Linked DNA regions of Mus musculus: all the other regions are linked to region 1. Evidence: chromatin contacts called from public promoter capture Hi-C data. All regions are on one chromosome and are shown on one strand. Each heading gives the region's core, a stretch centred on a gene start, on an enhancer-like site or on the middle of the called end of the contact. The rest is flanking DNA. Distances are from core to core; before and after follow the strand shown. Region 1 holds the start of Pdcd6 (programmed cell death 6). Region 2 holds the start of Gpr150 (G protein-coupled receptor 150). Region 3 holds the start of 1700037F03Rik (a long non-coding RNA gene).

Region 1 (3,370 bases), core at 236-2,735:
CTTAGAACAGACCTGGTTAAGAGGAAACTAAACCTGAGATAGGGCAAGGAGATAGATGGTGGCACCTGGAAGACAACTACCTGTAAGCTGTTGCAGAAGGTGGTCTCTTTGGGACTGGACCTTTATAGCATTCCAAAGTCAGCAAACAGCTGGTAGAGTCCCGGATTCAGCAGCCTCGGGTCTGCTGAAGTTTCTCTGTACTGGAAAACTTCCAGTTCAAGTAGGAAAATTATGATTAATATTTTTGTATTTCTGGTAAAGAGAAAAGGAGCCAGAGAGAGGACAGAATAAAAATAGATCTCAGATTCTAAATAAAAGAACCAGAAAAGTCTAAAAGATTATTCAAAAGTGAGATGAACAGTTTATGAGAAATTATAAAAAATGAATTCGCCAAATCCTGGAAAAAAAATCTACCTTTCTTAAAGAATTTTGTAGATTTTGAGGTAAATGTCAAAGCTATAAGATGTTTCTTTGAGCAATTTGAAAGTCTCTTAAGATGTCCTAAGAACAAGAGAAATGGAGCAGAAAACGATACAGTTGGGACTTGATCAGATCTATAGCTGTGCTAAATAATGGATGATTATCCACATGGAAGTTTCAGATGTACAAGGCCATACTCTTGGCCCTTGGTCTCTTCACCCTCTTCTTTAGTTATGGGGTAAACAAACCCCCCATAAAGACAGCATAGCAGTTCTTATTATAAGTCTGTCCCTGGATGAGGACTACAGGAAGGCTGGAATAATCCTATGGCAGAACGGAGTAATCTGTATCTTGAGCTATTCACAGTATTCAGATTTAGGTGGAAGGATGGCCTGACAGCCCGTGAATGTGACCGGTTGGTAGTTGCCCCAATGCTATGCATTTTCCCATTTAGGGACATTCCAAACTATAAAAGCACCATAGAATTAGTATCTAGAACGAAAGAAGGAATACTTATAATTAAAAGGAGTAACCACCAAAAGTACAGAAGTCCAAGTAAGGGGTGGAGAAAACACAGCTCTCACCTCAGGACCAAACCTCACTCGGGCCATTTACAAATGAAGTCACTGCAAACCTAGGGAGGCTGGGCATAAACCGATATAAGCAAGTGGGAAGGCAAGAAGGTGTAGTATGGACAGACGGACAAACTCCAGAGTGCACAAAATGCACTTTGCGTTTCCGCCGAGGACTTCATGCGGTTGGTGCACATCACATTCGCACTAAATACTAATGCAGACGTAAAGGGAAGCCGTCGGTCCAAGTGAAAGCTTTCACCACTTTCCGTTACAGGTCGAGGCGTTTTGTAAGCTTGGGTCGGCCCCTCATGGCGTGGTCTCTTCTGAGCTCACCCGCCGCAGCTTCGGGCTGAGACACACAGGAGGGCGGAGCGGGGTGGGGCTGAAAAGGAAAGGGACACCCAAGGCCGGGCAAGAGTAGGAGGCGGAGCTCAGACTAACCCCAAGGCCCTCCAGACGTTGCGTGGCAACGGACCACGCCTGCCAAGTGACTCAAAGGTGCGCGCTTCCGTTGTTCCCAGGAAGTTGTGGGCTCCTGGTCCTGCCCCATAACTGAGGCGGAAGCATAGCTTGTGGAGCTGGGCCGCGTTGCCGCTGTGCATCAGCCCATGGCTGCCTACTCCTACCGCCCAGGCCCGGGTGGTGGCCCCGGCCCTGCTGCTGGAGCTGCACTGCCAGACCAGAGCTTCCTGTGGAACGTCTTCCAGCGGTAAGGCCAGCGCCGCTCAGCTCCTTCGGCCCTTGGGTCGGTCCTCAGTTTTCAGGGCCTATTCTCCAGTCCTCCCTCTCCCCAGCCCTTCATCCCCCGACCTCCTTCCCAGTCCTTCCTACTCCCCTCCATCCCCGACTTTCTCTCTTCTACAATAGCACAGGGTTCAGGGTCATGTTGGCAGTGACTTTGCCCAGGGCCGAAGGGCGCGGAACAGTCGCCCTACAGGGTCAGGTGCTTGCGTTAGAAACAGGACAAATCTTGAATCAGGAAAACGGCATCAGTGAAAAGAGCTGGCTGCTATTGCATGTCTTCTGTCCCTGGCCGTCCTTCTGAATGACTGATTGTCTTTCCACTGACTCGTGCCAAAGAATGACTTATTCGTCCTAGAGAATCTTTCTTTACCTATTATGATGAACTGGTGCAGGTATAAATTAAGCAGACTTGAAGAGCTAACAGAAAGCTTGAAAGGAATAGAGAAAAGATGACTCAACCCCTCCTACTGCTTCTGGTTGTTCATTAGTCTCTGGCACACCTGGGGGCGTGTGACATTCCAGCTGAGCAAAGAGGAAGGTCTGGCCAGAGTAACATTCCAGACCTAGTGTAGATTGATGAAAATGATGTCTTGGCTATGTTTTATTTTTAATACTTCCTTTACATTTAATCACCAGCTTACCTGTTTTCTGTTTGTTTGTTTGTTTGTTTGTTTTTGTAGGGTTGATAAAGACAGGAGTGGAGTGATTTCAGACAATGAGCTTCAGCAAGCATTATCCAATGGTGAGTTGAAGCCTGATTCATTCACAGTAAGCAGTTTCCTTCCTGGAATTATTTCCAAAGAAGTCCTTAAGACTAAATTGCCATTACCGGTATAAGGTAAAGGTGTTTGCTAAGCTTCTGTGTTTGTATTTTCTTAATTATCATTGCTGCCTTACCGAGCTCCAGAACAAATGTATGTGAGCCTCTGAAATGGGAGCTATAGTGTAGACCTTGCCCAAGAGTGAAAAAGGTTAGCTCTGTGCAACAGAGGTCCCTCACTTATCTAGAAGGCCTTTGACCTGCTATCAGTCTTAGCAACTGTTCTGAAGAGGATCATCGGGGACACTGACAAATTGTCAGGTGACATTTAGAAGTAATTGCTTAGTTTTTGAAAGGCTTCAAGATGGTCCTTAGGTACTTTTGTGGAAGTATGTTTGCTATAAGAACTGCTAAAACTTGCCGGGCGGTGGTGGCGCATGTCTTTAATCCCAGCACTCAGGAGGCAGAGGCAGGCGGATTTCTGAGTTGGAGGCCAGCCTGGTCTACAAAGTGAGTTCTAGGATAGCCAGGGCTATACAGAGAAACCCTGTCTCGAAATAACAAAAAAAAAAAAACAAAAAAACAAACAAAAAAAACCCTGCTAAAACTTAAAAGAAGGGTGCACTGAGCTGGGGGTGCTGGAGAGATGGCTCAAAGGTCAAGAACACTGGCTGCTCTTCCAGAGGACCTGGGTTTAATTCCCAGCACCCACATGGCAGCTCACAACTGCACATAACTCCAATTCCAGAGGATGTGACACTCTCACACCAATGAGTGTAAAGTAGGATTATTTTTACTATAAAATACTATATTAATATTTTGTTGTATAATATGTTAACATACATTATGCACACACACATACATATACATA
Region 2 (3,370 bases), core at 294-2,793, 1.7 Mb before region 1:
TGTTCCTCTTCCTTCATGTTCCAGCAAAGAGAGACATCAGCATCCACACACCCTCAGACCCTACTGGGCTCTTCTAGATGATACTGGCACCAAAGGCATGAAAAGCATCTTATGTGATACATTTATAGTCAGGACCAGAACTTTGCTCAAAGTTATCTGATATGCCTTAAATTGGTACTAATTCATCAACTGGACATATATTGACTGATTGATATCTGCCATGTATCAGGACCAATATGAGGATCTGGATAGATAATGAAAAACGACACATGTCTCCAGCCAAAATGATAGACCTTAGGAAAATGAGATTTCTACAGCAACCAGCAGGGTGGTACGAATCCTACCAAGTCCCCCTAATTCATGCATCTGTAGGTTGCAAACATTCCCACAGCTTGGGAAGCAACAGACACCCATTCCTCCCTGGCCCAAGACCAGGAAGTACAAGAAATTTTACTTTCACCATGATTAATTTGATGGATGCACAAACTGATGCTTCCAACGGGAAAAGTGAATTGTTTGTGAAATGAGGCTAAAAGTGGCAGCATTAAATCTAAACCATTTCCTGTGAACTGGATTTCTTTTTTAAAAATTGGCTGCTGTATGGTTTTCTTAGTCACCTTTTCTCTGGGCTTATTGGAGGCGTAGTCCCTCCCAGCAACCTCCCATCTGCTGGAAAACAGAATCAGGAGACAGAGAAGCCCGCGTGACACATCCATCACTAGAAGAAAATACTAGGAAGGACTCAATCCATGAACCACCATTTGTATAAAAATCTGGTAGTACTGTCTTCAGACTGACAAAATGAGTTTTGCATCACTGAGAGGAGAGAGCGGCTGCCATCCCCTGATGCTAGTAAAGAGAGTACTGGAAAGCATCTGCAGACCTCTCTGTTCCTAATTGCCAGGCAAAGGGAGGGCCCATAGTTCTCTCCGGATTAAAGTCCTAGCACTGCAGGCAGAGGAAGGTATACCCCTATCAAAGGCTCACCTAATGACTCTGCTCAAAAAGCTATTACTACTATTTAGGACTGGTTGTAGTTCTGTGGTAGACTGCTGGCCCAGCAGGGTCGGAAGTGGAGAAATAGAGGAACCCTGCTTGGTTTCTTGTGTCCTTGTATTTCTCAAGCTAGCGCAGACGTATGGCATTACAAAAAAAAAAATTCTTTTCTTTTTTTTTTTATCAAAAGTAGCATTTGTAATTTTTCCTGTTAGCAATCACACAATTAATTGTTGGGGGTGGGGATACTATCTCAGCCGAGGAACTATCTATCTCATAATTGATTCTGAGTTAACATTAGTTAGCCTTTGCAGTGGTCACATGCACAACTTTCTTTCTGGCTATATGTCACAGGGCAAGATTTCCAGAGCCTAGAGGTCCACGGATGCCACTGAGGGAGGCGGCTGTGTGGATTAGAAAGATGCTCTGCTGGGATGGGGGGGGGGGCAGTGGGGAGGGGGAGGAAGCGAAAAGCGGAGAAGGTGGAGAATAGGGATCATGTGTGTTCCTCGAATATACAACCCACATTTGAGTGACAAATACCAAGAACAACCTATACAAACAACTAAGCGCAAATCCACGCGTATCCATCTCACCCTGGGTGTGTGTGCTTTTTCAACTAACTTTGGGAAATCGCCGAGACCCAGCGGTGTGGCCCGCGCCACCTCTCATAGACTTTGGCCTTTTAAGCGGTATCTCTCTTTCCTCCGGATTAAGGATGGAAGATCCTTTCAGCCTCGCAATTCTGAATCCCGCATCCAACCTTTCTGTACCCACTCAGCCAAGCTGGAGTCTCAACCTGACTTCTGAGCAAGGAGCCTCTGTCCCAGGACCGCATTCGCCTCCACGCGGGCCACCCAGCCACCGGATCCATCTGGTCTTCTTGGGGATCATCCTGGTGGCCGCGGTAGCTGGCAACACCACTGTGCTCTGCCGCCTGTGCGGCGGTAGCAGCGGACCCTGGCCGGGTCCCAAGCGTCGCAAGATGGACTTCCTGCTTGTGCAGCTAGCAGCGGCTGACCTGTACGCAAGTGGAGGAACAGCATTGTCGCAGCTGGCTTGGGAGCTGCTGGGCGACCCGAGACCGGCTCTGGGCGACTTGGCTTGTCGCCTTTCCCATCTGCTGCAGGCATCGGGGCGGGGCGCCTCCGCCCACCTGGTGGCGCTCATTGCCTTGGAGCGCCAGCTCGCGGTGCGCATTCCTCAGGGCCCTCAGTTGCCAGCACGTGCCCTGGCTGCCCTGAGCTGGCTGCTGGCTCTGCTACTGGCGCTGCCTCCGACCTTCGTGGTGCGCTGGGATGCTCCTCCATCTTCAACCGCCAATGCCTGGCCAGGGAAGCATTGCTGCAGGGGCATCTTCGCGCCCCTGCCGCGCTGGCACCTGCAGGTCTACGCGCTCTATGAAGCTATCGTGGGCTTCGCGGCGCCGGTCGCTCTCTTAGGCTTCTCTTGCGGCCACCTGCTGTGTGTCTGGTGGCAGCGTGGGTCTCAGGCTCCGGTGGCTAGGATGCCCTGGTCGCCCAGTATGGCCAGAGCCTCCTTGCCCAGCGCGTTGCCCCAAGCCAAGGTGCAAAGCTTGAAAATGAGCCTGGCGCTGGCACTGCTCTTCGTGGGCTGCGACCTGCCCTACTTCGCCGCTCGCTTGGCAGCCGCCTGGTCATCGAAGCCCGCGGGTGACTGGGAGAGAGAGAGCCTGGTGGCGGCGATGCGCGTCCTAGAGGTGGCCAACAGCGCCATCAACCCTTTGATCTACCTTTTCTTCCAGGCGGGCGACTGCCGTCTCTGGCGGAGGCTGCGGAGGCGCCTAGGAGTTCTGTGCTGCGTGCGGGAGGAAGAAGCCGATATCAGCGAATGGGCTGGGGACCACCAGGCACTCCACCGCCATCGCTGGCCCCACCCTCATTATCACCATGCCCGGCGGGAGGAGCGGAACCAGGGCTGCCTGCGCCCACCCCCGCCACGCCCCAGACCGCCGCCCTGCTCCTGTGAAAGTGCCTTCTAGGAACTGCTGAACGGACAGGTCCTTGGCCACTGTAGCACAGCCTTCAGACAACGGAGGGTGTAAGTGATCTGCCTAAGTCACCAAGAGTGGAACTGTCTGCAGGAACTACTGAAGCGGCCCGCATCCTGTATGCGACAGTTATTTCCTTCTAGTAAGGGCATGATTTTCACTTCCCGTTAGTTTTCTTCCCTCTGGTTCCTCTCATAACGCCCATTTTGAGGAGACCAAACTCTTGGAAAGTTGTAAAACAAACAAACAAACAAAAAAAAAAACCAAAACAAAAAACTGAGTTCCAGAGTCAATGTTTTTGCGATTCTCTTTTATACTCCCACTACGTTCTAGATTAGACAATTCATTTTAACTAAATTGACA
Region 3 (3,370 bases), core at 543-3,042, 1.4 Mb before region 1:
AACAAAATGCCCCTGGCTCTTCCATATGGTATAGTCTTTCCCTTCGACAACATGTCCACTTTCGTCTCCCTACTCCCCCACCCCCTTTTACATGCCCATAATCGGCTTCCTTATACCCCCATCTGGTTAAATTGTCATTACGGTGCCTTTCTGTGCGAAAGTTCCTGGGTTTGGACTCCAGCTACAGGGTATGTGCCTTGGAGCCTCTTCCTCTAGTGGAGTCAAGCGCTCAGAGTATGGGATGAGGCGGAGACCACAGGTTTCTCTCTCTGGGGCCCAGGAAAAGAGCAGAATCTCATCCAGTCAGCCGTCTGTCTCCCCACAACCTTCGGGCTCGCTCCTCGCCAACAGACAGCGAGCCAGCACAGGACGCGGAGCGCCTTTCGGCTACGCGGAGCTTCTGAGAATTCCTTTCCCCAGACCCGGCCGTCTTGTTTCAGGCTCTAGTTGATTTTGAGTCTTCTGGTGTCTCTCCCGGAGATGAGGTGTCGGTTTGCGGCCACTCGGTATGCGGTGTGTCTCCGGGAACCCAACCCACAGAGCTGGAGTCCCCGAGTCCCCGAGAGTGCAAGGTGTGTCCCCCTCCCCCTCCTCGCAGCGCCAGTGTCCCGGCCTTCCCGAGTACACCATGTACACTCTCGCCTGCAATAGGGGTGCCAGTGTCTCCGAGTCCCTGAGAGTACTAGTTATGTCTTCACCCCCACGGAGTGCCGCTGCCCCTCGCTCAGCGACTCAGCCATCCCTCCGCGTTTCCCAGAAAACTCTGACCGCTCGCGGCCTCCGACCCTCGCTTCTTTACTGGTAGCTCCGTGCGCCCCCTCCGAGGGTAAGGCGATCGCCACACTTCTCTCCCAAAGGACCCGGTTCCTCCTCCGGACCAAACAAGCCAGAAACCCCGCGGGCGGCTGTCGGAAAGTCCCGCAGCGGCCGCGCAGCCCCGGCCAGGCCGACCCCGCCACAAGGGGCCGCCCGCCCGCGCCCTCGATCCAGAGGCCCCGGACCGCGGCGTCGGCGCCCGCGGCTGGCCTCGTTCCCTTCGGCGGGTGCGGAGGCAGCAGCGGGAGCCAGCGCCCCACCGGCGCGGCGCCAGGCGCCCGGCAGAAAGATCAGTGGCCGCCGCCTCCCCGAGCGCTGCCCGGCCGGCCGCTCACCTTGTGGCTCTGGTAAGTCTCCAGCGCCCGGATCGCCGTCTCGGTGAGCTTCACATGCAGCACGGTGATGTTGTCCTGCCCCAGCCGCCCGCACGCCAGCCCGTACCGCTGCTCCTCCCGCAGTCCCGCAGCCCCCCCCGCCGCCATCTTAAACTCCCCGGGGTGCCACCGCGGACGCCGCTCGGGCTCCAGCCTCCACTGCGGCCGCGGCTGCTCGGGCTCCTGCAGCCGCCGCCACAGCTACGGCCATCCCGCTGCTGACGTACTGTCATATACTGCGCGCAGCTAGACCTCGGGCTTCCACAGCTGCGGGCCGCCCCACCCTCGAGCCCGCACCCCGCCCTGGACTCTGTTCATTGGTCTGAATCCCCACAGAGCCTCCCTCATTGGCTGCTCTTCACCTCAAGGGGGCGGGGCCCAAAGTCGCAGGAGTTTTGCTCTCAGGACGGGACGTCCGACAGAGGAGAGGTTGACGTCGGGGTGACGCGTCGAGTTAATCTTATCTGACGTCATGTCTCGTCTTGGCTCTCCTGCGGCGATTGGCTGGACCGATTTGGGGCAGAACCCTGCTAATTGGGTGTCAAGGTTACCAAGTGAGCCTAAGTCGGAGCCCCGCCCCTTGAGAGGTAATAGTGGACCGAACACATAGGTCAACCTGTTCTTGCGGTACGAAGTGAAGATCCCCATTCGGTAGGGGTGAAGGCAGGACAGATGACCAAGTACGGATTTTGTTTCCTGACAGCTGCACAAGCTTTGGGTCTTGATATGCTCTGTGGTGCAGACACCGTAGGCTGTCTCAAGAGAGCTTTTCCTTAAAAGGAAGTTCAGTACTGGGGTGGCACAAAGGTTTATTTATTTGTTTGTTTGTTTGTTTGTTTGTTTATTTTTAATTCCAGACTTGAAATTACCAAGTCAGCTGTAGTCTTCAGTAGTTGTGTGAGACTGTGTGGAAAACTTAAGCACAAAATTATACCAGTGCATTAAATGTGTTTTGAGTGGTGGTCATGATACAATAAATAGAGTTGGACCTTAGAGTCTTTCAAAATCAACTCATACATGTATGTGACTTCAAAGGAATAGAATATGCACTGGAGCTCATCATATGATCAGGGTTATGCCTTTTTATGGGTCATGGGGAAACCATACTGTTCGGGGTTTCTTCTTTCAAAGGCCCTTGAAGAGTATAACTGACCTTGAGGTAGGTAAAAAGAAACAATGATACCACCCATTCTCTGAGTCTTCTTTGAGATCTGTGTCTTTCATTGGTTTTATTTAGGCTAGGAGGTCTTACTGAGTTTAAATGGAGGAGGTAGAGGCCAAAGTGTAAGGAGGCTTGGCTTAGTTTCCACTTCAGTTTACACTGTGTGTGGGCATGGCTAAAGGAGGGTGCCTACAGCAATCCTCTTTAAGCTGTGTGCGGATAGACTAGATAGGTTTCCCCTGAGAAGGTCAATTAATTGGCTGATCAGAAACACAAGACAAAAAGCAAACAATTGCCAAGTTGAGGCTGGGAGATTGACTGTGGAAGGTAGGTTCTAGGCCCGCCTGGGCTTCAAACCAAGCCCTGTCTCAGAAAACAAGAGCAAAAACTAAACAAACAAACAAACAAGTGAAAGATTTAAAAGCAGGGATAGGCACTCTGTACAAATATCCCTTTTTGGCCGGGCGTGGTGGCACATGCCTTTAATCCCAGCACTCGGGAGGCAGAGGCAGGCAGATTTCTGAGTTCAAGGCCAGCCTAGTCTACAAAGTGAGTTCCAGGACAGCCAGAGCTATACAGAGAAACCCTGTCTCGAAAAACCAAAAAAAAAAAAAAAAAAGAAGATATCCCTTTTTGTTTTAAAAATCGAGACATTCATTATTGTAAAGCCCTACCATCGTCTTTCTGGATTTTTTTTTTTTTTATAGATATTTACATGGTATTTTTCTAGCTTTTAAATACAATTTGGGCTATAATTGCCTTTAATTCTATATTCACCCCACACCTTAGTAAATCCCCCCTTTTCCAGACCCTCAAGCATTCTATGAATGCTTGCTATGAAAGTCTCAGAAGGAATTCTTTCTGTAGTGTGGTTATTAAATAAAAGTCTGAGTATCAAGTCTAGTTTCATCAGATCACTTTGTAGCTTGTCCTGATTTCAGCCCACTGGTATGAGTTCTGTTAACCCATGGTTTCCACCTATTACTTTAGTGTTCGTATAGTGCCAGTTCACTTAAAT

Evidence for each region. Promoter capture Hi-C pulls out the DNA fragments that hold promoters and counts their contacts.
Region 2: a promoter capture Hi-C map of liver shows a contact between it and region 1, with 4 times the contacts expected there. The contact joins the promoter of Gpr150 here to the promoter of Pdcd6 in region 1. A contact is called at or near these places in 4 of 39 promoter capture datasets (hippocampal neurons, liver and pre-B cells).
Region 3: a promoter capture Hi-C map of pre-B cells shows a contact between it and region 1, with 7 times the contacts expected there. The contact joins the promoter of 1700037F03Rik here to the promoter of Pdcd6 in region 1. A contact is called at or near these places in 3 of 39 promoter capture datasets (cranial neural crest, hippocampal neurons and pre-B cells), 1 of 484 Hi-C or Micro-C datasets (uterus) and 1 of 9 other capture datasets (adipose tissue).

What each region holds. Positions count from the first base shown.
Region 1 is chr13:74,315,441-74,318,810 of GRCm38.p6, reverse strand. It overlaps Pdcd6 (programmed cell death 6), which reads left to right and starts at 1,485. Exons shown (of 6, transcript NM_011051.3): 1 at 1,485-1,704; 2 at 2,420-2,481. The coding sequence starts at 1,604.
Region 2 is chr13:76,055,169-76,058,538 of GRCm38.p6, reverse strand. Gpr150 (G protein-coupled receptor 150) reads left to right here and starts at 1,543. Exons shown (of 1, transcript NM_175495.2): 1 at 1,543-3,370. The coding sequence starts at 1,715. The coding sequence ends at 2,998.
Region 3 is chr13:75,705,579-75,708,948 of GRCm38.p6, reverse strand. 1700037F03Rik (a long non-coding RNA gene) reads left to right here and starts at 1,792. Exons shown (of 3, transcript XR_873683.1): 1 at 1,792-1,870. Ell2 (elongation factor for RNA polymerase II 2) reads right to left here and starts at 1,465. Exons shown (of 12, transcript NM_138953.2): 1 at 1,152-1,465. The coding sequence starts at 1,298.